Regions from separate parts of the Sus scrofa genome. Here region 2 is linked to region 1. A link is a contact called in public promoter capture Hi-C data. All regions are on one chromosome and are shown on one strand. The core of a region is the stretch at or near the end of the contact, and the rest is flanking DNA. Distances in the headings are between cores, read along the strand shown.

What was found. Promoter capture Hi-C pulls out the DNA fragments that hold promoters and counts their contacts.
Region 2: a promoter capture Hi-C map of fetal liver shows a contact between it and region 1, with 4 times the contacts expected there. The contact joins the promoter of ZNF75D here to the promoter of HPRT1 in region 1. A contact is called at or near these places in 1 of 5 promoter capture datasets (fetal liver) and 1 of 2 datasets of contacts at active chromatin or transcription factors (alveolar macrophages).

Annotation. Positions count from the first base shown.
Region 1 is chrX:110,318,537-110,323,368 of Sscrofa11.1, forward strand. It overlaps HPRT1 (hypoxanthine phosphoribosyltransferase 1), which reads left to right and starts at 2,753. Exons shown (of 9, transcript NM_001032376.2): 1 at 2,753-2,875. The coding sequence starts at 2,849.
Region 2 is chrX:110,888,472-110,892,805 of Sscrofa11.1, forward strand. ZNF75D (zinc finger protein 75D) reads left to right here and starts at 1,839. Exons shown (of 4, transcript XM_005657921.3): 1 at 1,839-2,139. CT55 (cancer/testis antigen 55) reads right to left here and starts at 1,804. Exons shown (of 5, transcript XM_021080816.1): 1 at 1,532-1,804. The coding sequence starts at 1,649.

The DNA.
Region 1 (4,832 bases), core at 1,503-4,002:
TTATTTTAAGGCGACTGTGCCCAAAAGTGATTTCATGAGGTGCACCTGCAGAGAGGGTACCTGCCTATTGCTTGTGAATGATTTTTGTTCAGATCAAGTACTTCTCTTCAAATTTCATGTACTCATTTTTTGATTTCAAGTTTTCTTGTACATGATGAAAAGTGACCCAATAGCTTTTACTAAGTACTCTATTAGCAGAACTTCACACTTAAATGATGTCAGTTTTATATTGAGATTGTGAGATGATTCAAACAAAATCAGTCATATTAGTCAGAATTCTCTAGAGAAACAAAACTAACAGGAAGTGTGTGTGTAAAAGAGAGAGGGAGAGAGAGAGAGGAGGGAGGGAGAAAGAGAATGAGAGATTCATTTTAAGGAATTGGCTCATGCAATCGTGAAGACTCGGCAAGTCCAAAATCTGATGGCGAAAGTCAGCAGGCGGGAGACCCAGAGCTGCAGTGGCAGTGGCAGTCCAAAGGCTGGCAGAATTCCTTGTTGCTTGCTGGAGCGGTCAGCCTTTGTTCTCTTCAGGCCTTCAAATGAGGGCCACCCACCTTAGGGAAGGTAATCTGCTTTACTCAAAGTCCACTGATTTAAATGTGTATCTCATCCAGAAAACACCTTTGCAGGGACATCCACAATAATGTTTGACCAAACATCTGGGCACCATGCCCCAGCCAAGTTGACATAAAATTACCTATCACGTTGGTCAATTCCAGGAATGGTTCAATTTCTCATCCAATTCGTGGAATCAAAGTAAAGCTAATGGAAATTTATTCTGGTGAAGGAGAAGCATCTGACATAGAGAAAGCTATTGTACATTCACTTTAAACGTTCTGTAGTTAGGGTGAGTGTTTTTTAGGTGATGATTTTTTTTCATAGAAATATGAATTTTGGTGGACCATAGCACCATGGCAAAAACAAAGCTCTTACTAAATGAAGTAACATGTGGAGCAGAAATATACTCAGAATTGCTGAGCATAATGAATATAATGAGTATAATTGCTGAGTGCTAACAGAAATAATTCCTCATTATGTCCACACAAAGTGGACTACAAAATTGTTTCTGGAAAGGCAGGAGTAGGACAGAGGAATCTTGGATTGTATCCATGTTTTCCTTATTTCTTCCTGCATGCTGGTATTCTGTAAAAAACGGTGGCACACCTGACACCCAGAGTAGATAACTTTAAAAAAAAAGACAAAATTATATGAGAAAAGTACTTGTCTATCTGACAAAATTATTCTCTATATTAAAATTAGTAATCACCATTATGTTCTTGATTTCATCTGTAGTTTTAAAACAAAATTGAAAAGAATACAGGAGTTCCCTGGGTGACTCAGCAGGTTAAGGATCTGGAGTTGTCACTGCTGTGGCTCGGGTTCCATCCGAGCCCAGGAACTCTTGCATTCTGAGGGTGTGGCCAAAAATTGTTTTTTTTATATATATTTTTTTGTTTTTTAAAGACTACATTTCAATTTTAAACACAAGTAAAAGCTCCAAGTTGTCGCAAAGAATGCCAGGGTTAAAATAATGACAGTTTCTAGTCTCTACAATCATTGGGCTTTCATTATTTCAAAATCTCTGTTAAAATACGGGAGCACGTGGCACCACAGGGGTTGAAGAAAGAAACTGCAAGCCAAAAGCAAGCTGGGAGGGTTCTGAAGTGTTGGGTACCTAATTTAGAAACCATTGTGGGCGGCTGAGTCCACATGTGTCAGGGGCCAAGTGTATAACCGAAAGTTCTCTGAATTAACTTCCTAGTGAAGCGATGTTTGTTAAAAGAATAATAAAAATGTGTTGATATGCACGTCAAAGGAAATGCACTCATGTTCACCAAAAGTTACATTAAAAAAAGTTGTTAGCAGCACCGTTTTTTGATAAAGAGACAGGCTCGGAGTTCAGTGAAATCTCCCATCTATTCCTCAGTGGCCTTAATGGAGGCCACCAGCTAAGTGCTGGGCACTGTGATGGGTGCTGGAGCTACACAGATGAGTTAGGGATGGAACAACTATTACTTGCTTACCTGACCTACTGGAGAGTAGGGGAAGATTTTTTTCCCCCCAGTTTAATTAGGAATTGTGGAGGCAAGAATAAAGAACAATAATAGCAACAGTTCCTATTTACTGACTGTGTGCAGTGCTAAATCACATATACACATATGCACACGCCATATCGCTTCTTTAATTTTCACAAGATCCTTGTTAATACCCTCATTTTACTGAGACGAAAAAGGCTGAAAGGTAAAGAGCAGTTAAGTGTTCCCCTCGGATTTGTACCCTGATCTGGCTGACTCTAGGGCTCTAGGTCTCAACTCTTACATCCATCTAAAGATTTGTGTTAGAACTGGGCCACGAGTCAGGAAAATGGAAGCCGCAATGCAGTCCAAGGTCTTGAGAAGGGGACGCTGGGCGAGAGGAACCACGTGGTGACAGGAACCTGAAGAGCCGGCGCCCAGTTTAGGGCCACAGGGAAGAAAGGAAGGCGGCGGCAGTCCTGGGAATTGGGGAGCCGTCTGGATGGGAAACTGAGGGAAAGAGGGATGGAGGCTGCGCAGGAGACGCCGCTTCTTCGGGAACGCAATTCCCACGGCCACCTCGGGGGAGTGGAAACTCGCAGGCGCCCGCCGGAGGCCCGGGGGCGGGGCCTCGGGCGGGGCGGGGCGGGAGGGGCGGAGCCTGCCGCGCCCGGGCTCTGAGCGGCTGTTGCGGCGGCGGAGAACGCTCGGGCGGACCTCTCGGCTTTCCCGCGCGGCGCCGCCTCCCGCTGCACCTCCGCCTCTCGCTCGGCCCCGCCGCCGGCTTCCTCCTCCCCAGACCGCCCTCAGCCCGCGCGCCAGCCGGCTCCGTTATGGCGACCCGCAGCCCCAGCGTCGTGGTGAGCAGCTTGGCCGGCCAGGCCCGCGGCGCCGGCCCCCGAGGCGCGGGGCCGCAGTGCGGGCTCGGGCCGGGGCGGCCCGGGGCCGGGGGGTGGGGGGGGCGGCCGCAGCCCCCTGGGTTCGGCCGAACGTCACCCCGGGGCGGCGGGGGGGACGGAATGGCGAGGTCAGGGTGGCCGCCCCCGGAGAGCCCCGGGAAGCAGGGCGGCGTGTGGGGAGAGAGGGTGGAAATGGCGATTTGGTTGACATGTGCGGCTTGCGAGCGTGCGGTGGGGAGGGGCCGTGGGCCAGTTCGGGAATGATCTGGCGGCGTGAGGGTGGGGGCTTTCTTAGGAGAGGCTCTCGTCTAGATTTGGGGGACTGGGGGTGAGGTCCTCGGGGCACCTCCGAGAGGGCCCCGGGGCACGGAAACGACCACATGGGAGGCATGCGTGGACTGGTATTTTCACCTAGTTCTGCAAACATTATAATGAATGTTTGTGGGAATGCGCATTGCCTCGTTGCATCCTCACGGCAGCCTTGGCAGCAGTCACCATGCCTACCTTTTTTACACACGTAGAAAATTGTGAACCGATATTAGGTAATTTCCTCACGGCCCAGAGGTAGCCGAGCCTCCGAATCAGATCTTCTTGAATCCGTATCCTCTGCTCTTTGATGCCGCGGGGGACGGAAAATGCGAATCTGGTCCTTAACCTTCAAGGACGTTCGTGTCTGGTATCCTGCCTCCAAACTCATTGGTTCTTTTTCTCATTTCTCGAACTAGCCAAGCTGCACCCTCCCCCCACCTTCCTTTTCTGATCCCTCTTGCTAAAATAGCCAACCGTCTGTCAGTTAAATGCCTTAGCCTGCATTATTATTATTATTATTATTATTATTATTATTATTATTATTTTGCAGTTACCTGATTACCTGTTGATTATCTCTCCCATAAAAACATAAACTTTATAAGGGCAGTAATCACCACTGTAATCCAGTGCCTGGCATGTAAGAAATTCTCAACATGGTCTGTTGGATAAATAAATTAAATAATTAAGCACTTGAACCCTAAAAAAGGAAGGATTCTCTTTCATATTAGGCATTGTGACTTGAGGTAAAGAGCACTGCGCTTCATGGAGTCTGGCCTGGAATCCTGCTGGTTTGGGCTATTTACTAGCTGTGTGGCCGTGGGTAACTACTTTTCTCTTTCTCGACTTGTGCCCTTATGTGTAACTGAGGTGCTAGCTACCCCATGGTGTTGCTGAAAGGATATCTGGTCTTTGTGAATGAACAACCTTTGTGTTCCCTGATATGTTATTGTGTTCTACCTATTTAGTCCTCAAAACAACCCTCCAACAAGAGTGTGATTATCATTTTACAGACGAGGAATCCTTGAAGCCTCAGTGAGGTTAAGTAACTTAACCTCTTAATGTAACGTACTCAGGTCATACAGTCATTAAGAGGAGCTCATGGAGTTCCCGTCACGGCTCAGCACAAGCAAATCTGACTGGTATCCATGGGGACGCAGGTTCGATTCCTGGCCTCGCTCAGTGGGTTGGGGATCCGGCATTTTGGTGAGCTGTGGTGTAGGTCGCAGACACGGCTGGGATCCTGCATTGCTATGGCTGTGGTGTAGGCCGGTGGCTGTAGCTCCCATTCGACCCCTAGTCTGGGAACCTCCATATGCCGTGGGAGAGACCCTAAAAAAAAAAAAAAAAAAAAAAAAAAAGAGGCGCTCAGACTCAAACCTAGGTCTCTCAAGGGCCCAGGCACTTAAATGTTATGCTAATAGTAGATTCTCAAGCATTTTTACTCAGTTTAAGCTTTGGAGTCTAGTGCCTCCCCCAGCATACAGTGAATTACTTTTGCTAGAACTGGCTGTTAGTTTTGTTTGAACATCAAGATATTCATTGTGTTTTTGGTTTCCAAATTCCTGTTCCTTTTTTTTATTTCCTCCCCAGAAATTGTCTGCATGTTAGC
Region 2 (4,334 bases), core at 589-3,088, 570 kb after region 1:
CTTTTGGCGTACTGCAAATGGGTGAATTGTATGATTTGTGAGTTATATCACAATAAAGCTGTTTTAAAAATCTAATTACTAGAACCAGAAGCAAAGTTAATATTCTGAGGTTTCGGTTTCTAAAGCTACCACTTTCCAAATGGAATCTACTTTGGAATCGTTTTTTGGTCACTACTTGTTGCATCTCCTTCAGCACGAAATGAAACTTTTGAAATTCATTTGTAGCATCAACAGAATCATGGAGGGAGTTTTCTCTTTTCTTTGAGCATATAAGCCATAGTAGGTTATAAGGAAAATTGAAGAGATTCTTATATTTATTTCTGTATTCATTCTAAATGGTGAACTATATAATATATAGATAATTTCTATTGAAGACAATTTCAAGGAATAATTTTGCACATATTAATATTAAATTCCATATTAATATTAAATTTTAAAACCTTATTATATCAAAAGAGAGAGCAAGAAAGAGAAAGAAAATGCCTTTATCTGACCATCTTCCTTGGTTAGTGATTCAGTTGTAAGGTAAGCTTGGGAACTGTCCAGAAGCAACAGTGCTCTGACTTCCCCTTCACTGTCATAAAACACTCAGTTGAAAGTGTACAACCCCAGGAACAAAGCTTTGATAGAATCATCCTGAAAATGATTCTCGGGTGGAGCAAACATCTTGACTAGGTTTACAATCACAGATAACGAACTGTGTCCTCTCGCAAACTTTTAGGCGGCTTTGCTTTGCAAACAAGGATTGACCTTATCTTCACCTGCATTTGCATGTAAAAAGGCAGGCAGGTGCTCCTTGTTTACTTTCCTCCTGAGCCGGCAGATATCTGGTCCCCTCGCCTGAGCGGTCTCTTACACCGACTTCCAAAATACACCCAAACTACATCGGTTTCATCTCCACCGTAAAACTGAGATGCGCGCCGTTTCTCCTCTTTGATTCACATGGATAACTTTTGTCCAAATGGCTCAACACTAGGTAAACACTGATAATTTTGGGACGCTGACAAGCCGAGACATTTGGGTTCTTAGATGCCTCTCCAGAGGACTATGCAAAGCATTACAGGACAACTAAGACGAAACAAAGTTCCTGTCCTTAAGGGAAGCATCATGTAATAGCAAAAGCGCGAGATATGACAACAGGAGACCAAAATTGGTCTAAAATCTGCCACCGGTAATCCATGTGACCCTGCAGACATCGCGTCGCACATCTCAATTTCTTTATATTTCAAAGAGAAATAGAAATGGAACCTGCACCATGCGGTTAAAACCTACCTAAAACAATAAAACCATAATAGTTGGGAAGGACGCGCCAGCGAACCAGGAAAGCGTTTTATGTACATGCATGGCCGGTTCACTTTGCTGTACCCCTGAAACTAACACATTGTAAGTCACCTATTCTCTAATAAAATTTATTTTTTAATGTACTGTTGTTATTGATCTAGCGAGGGGCTGGACCACCAGGACCAAAGCCTCTTAACTCAAGGAGTCCCAGGAGAAGCCTAGTAATGACTCTCGGGGAGGTGGCCCTTACCAGGTGGACTTTCCAGGAGAAAGGGCCACCGGCTGCTCGAACGCGACGCAGGAGTAACCTGGACGCACGACCCTCGGCACGTCCGGGGGACCGAGATCGTGGCGCCGGGCGTCAGCATCGTTCCCAGGCGACAAGCCGCCTTCGCGGCGCCTCCAGGCCTCCCGCGGGCCGGAGACTCGGCCTGAACTCTTTTTGGCTTTCGGGGCTGAACCCGGGATGGGAAAGGCGGACCCGCGGGCCGGTTCCGGACTCCGCAGGTGGAGGGCGGGAAATGCGGGGCGTGGCTGTCACGCAGCCACCGGAAACGTGTTCTTCCTTTTCCGGTCGGGGCCCGGTCCACAGCCCGCGACCCCAAAATGGCGAGGCGGGGTTCGGTCTTGGGACGCTAGCGGGGGCGGGCCGGGGACTGAGCTTCCAAGGCCTCCGCGCTCCCGGATTCCGGCGTCTTGGCGCCCGGCTCGCCGGGCCTCGTGCTTTCCCGGCACCGGCCCCGGGGGCGCGGGAACCCGGACCTTCCTTCCTCCCCGCGGCGGCGGGAGGCGTGGCGACTTCACAGCCGAGCCCAGAAAGAGGGAAGTGGCGTCCACGGAAGCCGGAGCTGTGAGGAGGTAATCAAGAAGCTGGTTTTCGCTCTGGATTCGGTCAGGAGAGCCCCCGAGAGCTACCGGCCGCACGTGCCGGCTGCGTGGCGGTGAGCTGGAGGGGCGGGGGCGCAGCCTTTTCCTTTTCGCGGTGGCATCATTGCCGGGCTGGGGGTCTGTCTGCAAACCGGCAGGACCTGTTCTCAGCGAGGCGCGTACTTAGAGCCCTACAGCCGCCTCTAACCTCCGGACGCAGCCTCTCTGTAGCCTTGCGTGTAGATGAAACCCAACGAGGCGCCGGAGCGCGCTAGGAGGTTGCCCGCGTGCTGCGTGCTTGTGGGCGCCCTCGCGGTCGAGCCAGGAGGTGTAAGTGGGGGATGGGGCAGTAATGCCTACTAATGAGCCCAGCGAAACTTGCCCGTTTCTGCGGGCTTATGATCATATCACTGGAGAAAGGCGCATTTCAGCTCCAGAGATAATAGTTTCTCCTGACCAAGAAATCCAGGAATTGTCCCTGTACCTCCCGAGCCTGGAGAGGCAGCAAGGCACCAACCGTTTCTTTGAACGCCCGTGGCATCCTTGAAAGAACTTTGTTGCTGTTTCACCTCCGAGAAAATCCAAGGCCATCCTCAGCCTTGCTTAAGGTCTCTGTGACCCTGAGAAAATAAAAAGTCAGGAGAAAGGTTACCTTTACTAAGACCCTTCCTGTCTCTGAAGAACGTTAATCGTCACTGTTTCTCCTTTCCTTTTTTACACCTTGACATTGGGATTTCTTGTAAACAAAGCCAACTGTAAGTTTTTCCAGTAAAGGAAGCAAAAGTATTCATACACAGATACAAAGCTGCATAGTGCCCTTTATAAGTCTTCCCAAATGGTAACCCCCCAAACTGTTGATATCTGATTGTTGGGTAGGGGAATATTTTCCGAGAGGAATAAGGTTACTTTTTCACTAATTATTTCTTTTCTGATCTGGCTGGCTTAGTTTCCCTTCCAGTATTAATACAGTGGAAAAGAGGCTATCAAACATTCCATGAAGCAAAGGCGCCAGTCTCCATAGGAGGATGAAGGGGCATAGACGTTGTTTTCCCCCTGCCTAAAGACAGGAAACTAGGATCATCTATTAAAATTCAGAGAGGGGAGTTCCCATCGTGGCGCAGTGGAAACAAATCTGACTAGAAACCATGAGGTTGTGGGTTCGATCCCTGGCCTCGCTCAGTGAGTGGGTTAAGGATCTGGTGTTGCTGGGAGCTGTGGTGTAGGTCCCAGATGTGGCTCAGATCCTGAGTTGCTGTAGCTCTGGTGTAGGCTGGCAGCTGTAGTTCCAATTGGACCCCTAGCCTGGGAACCTCCATATGCCGCCAGTGCGGCTCTTAAAAAAAAAAAAAAGACACCCCCCCACAACAATTTTAGAGAGGGAGTTCCCATTGTGGCCCAGTGGAAAGGAATCTGTCTAGCATCCATGAGGACGTAGGTTCAATCCCTGGCCTCGTTCATTGGGTTAAGGATCTGGCCTTGCTGGGAGCTGTGGTGTAGGTCGCAGATGCAGCTTGGTTTCCACATTGCTGTGGGATAGGCGTAGGCTGGCAGCTACAGCTCCCATTCGACCCCTAGCCTGGGAGCCTCCACCTGCTGTGGGTGCGGCCCTAAAAAAAGACCAAAAAAAAAAGTAGAGAAAGTCAAATATGCTTCATCTGTGAAGGTGGTACAGGAAGCACACAGATCAAGTATTGGTTGATATCAGAGCTCCTTTTAGTGAATGGGTGTCAGTTTTTCACCCATCAACCTTAAAAAAAAATAAAACAGAAAAAAGGGAGTTCCCATTGTGGTTCAATGGGTTAAGAACCCAGCTAGTATCTATGAGGATGTGGGTTCGATCCCTGGCCTCGCTCAGTGGGTTAAGGATCCAGTGTTACTGAGCTGTGGTGTAGATCACAGGCTCAGTTCGGATCTGGCCTTGCTGTGGCTGTGGTGTAGGCCGGCAGCTGCAACTCTGATTCGACCCTTAGCCTGGGAACCTCCATATGCCACAGGCATGGCCCTTAAAAAACAAAAAAGGAGAGAAAAAGTGACCAGTTGACATCTGTCTCCCCTGAGCTGTGCTTTGTTTCAAAGTTGGGCAACAAAGGAAAGAGGAGCAACATGTCCTGAAGTTGTCTTGAGTCATCATTGAATGTCCCAACACTTGACAGTTGATTTTTTTTAAAGGAGAGCTAGGAAGGGAC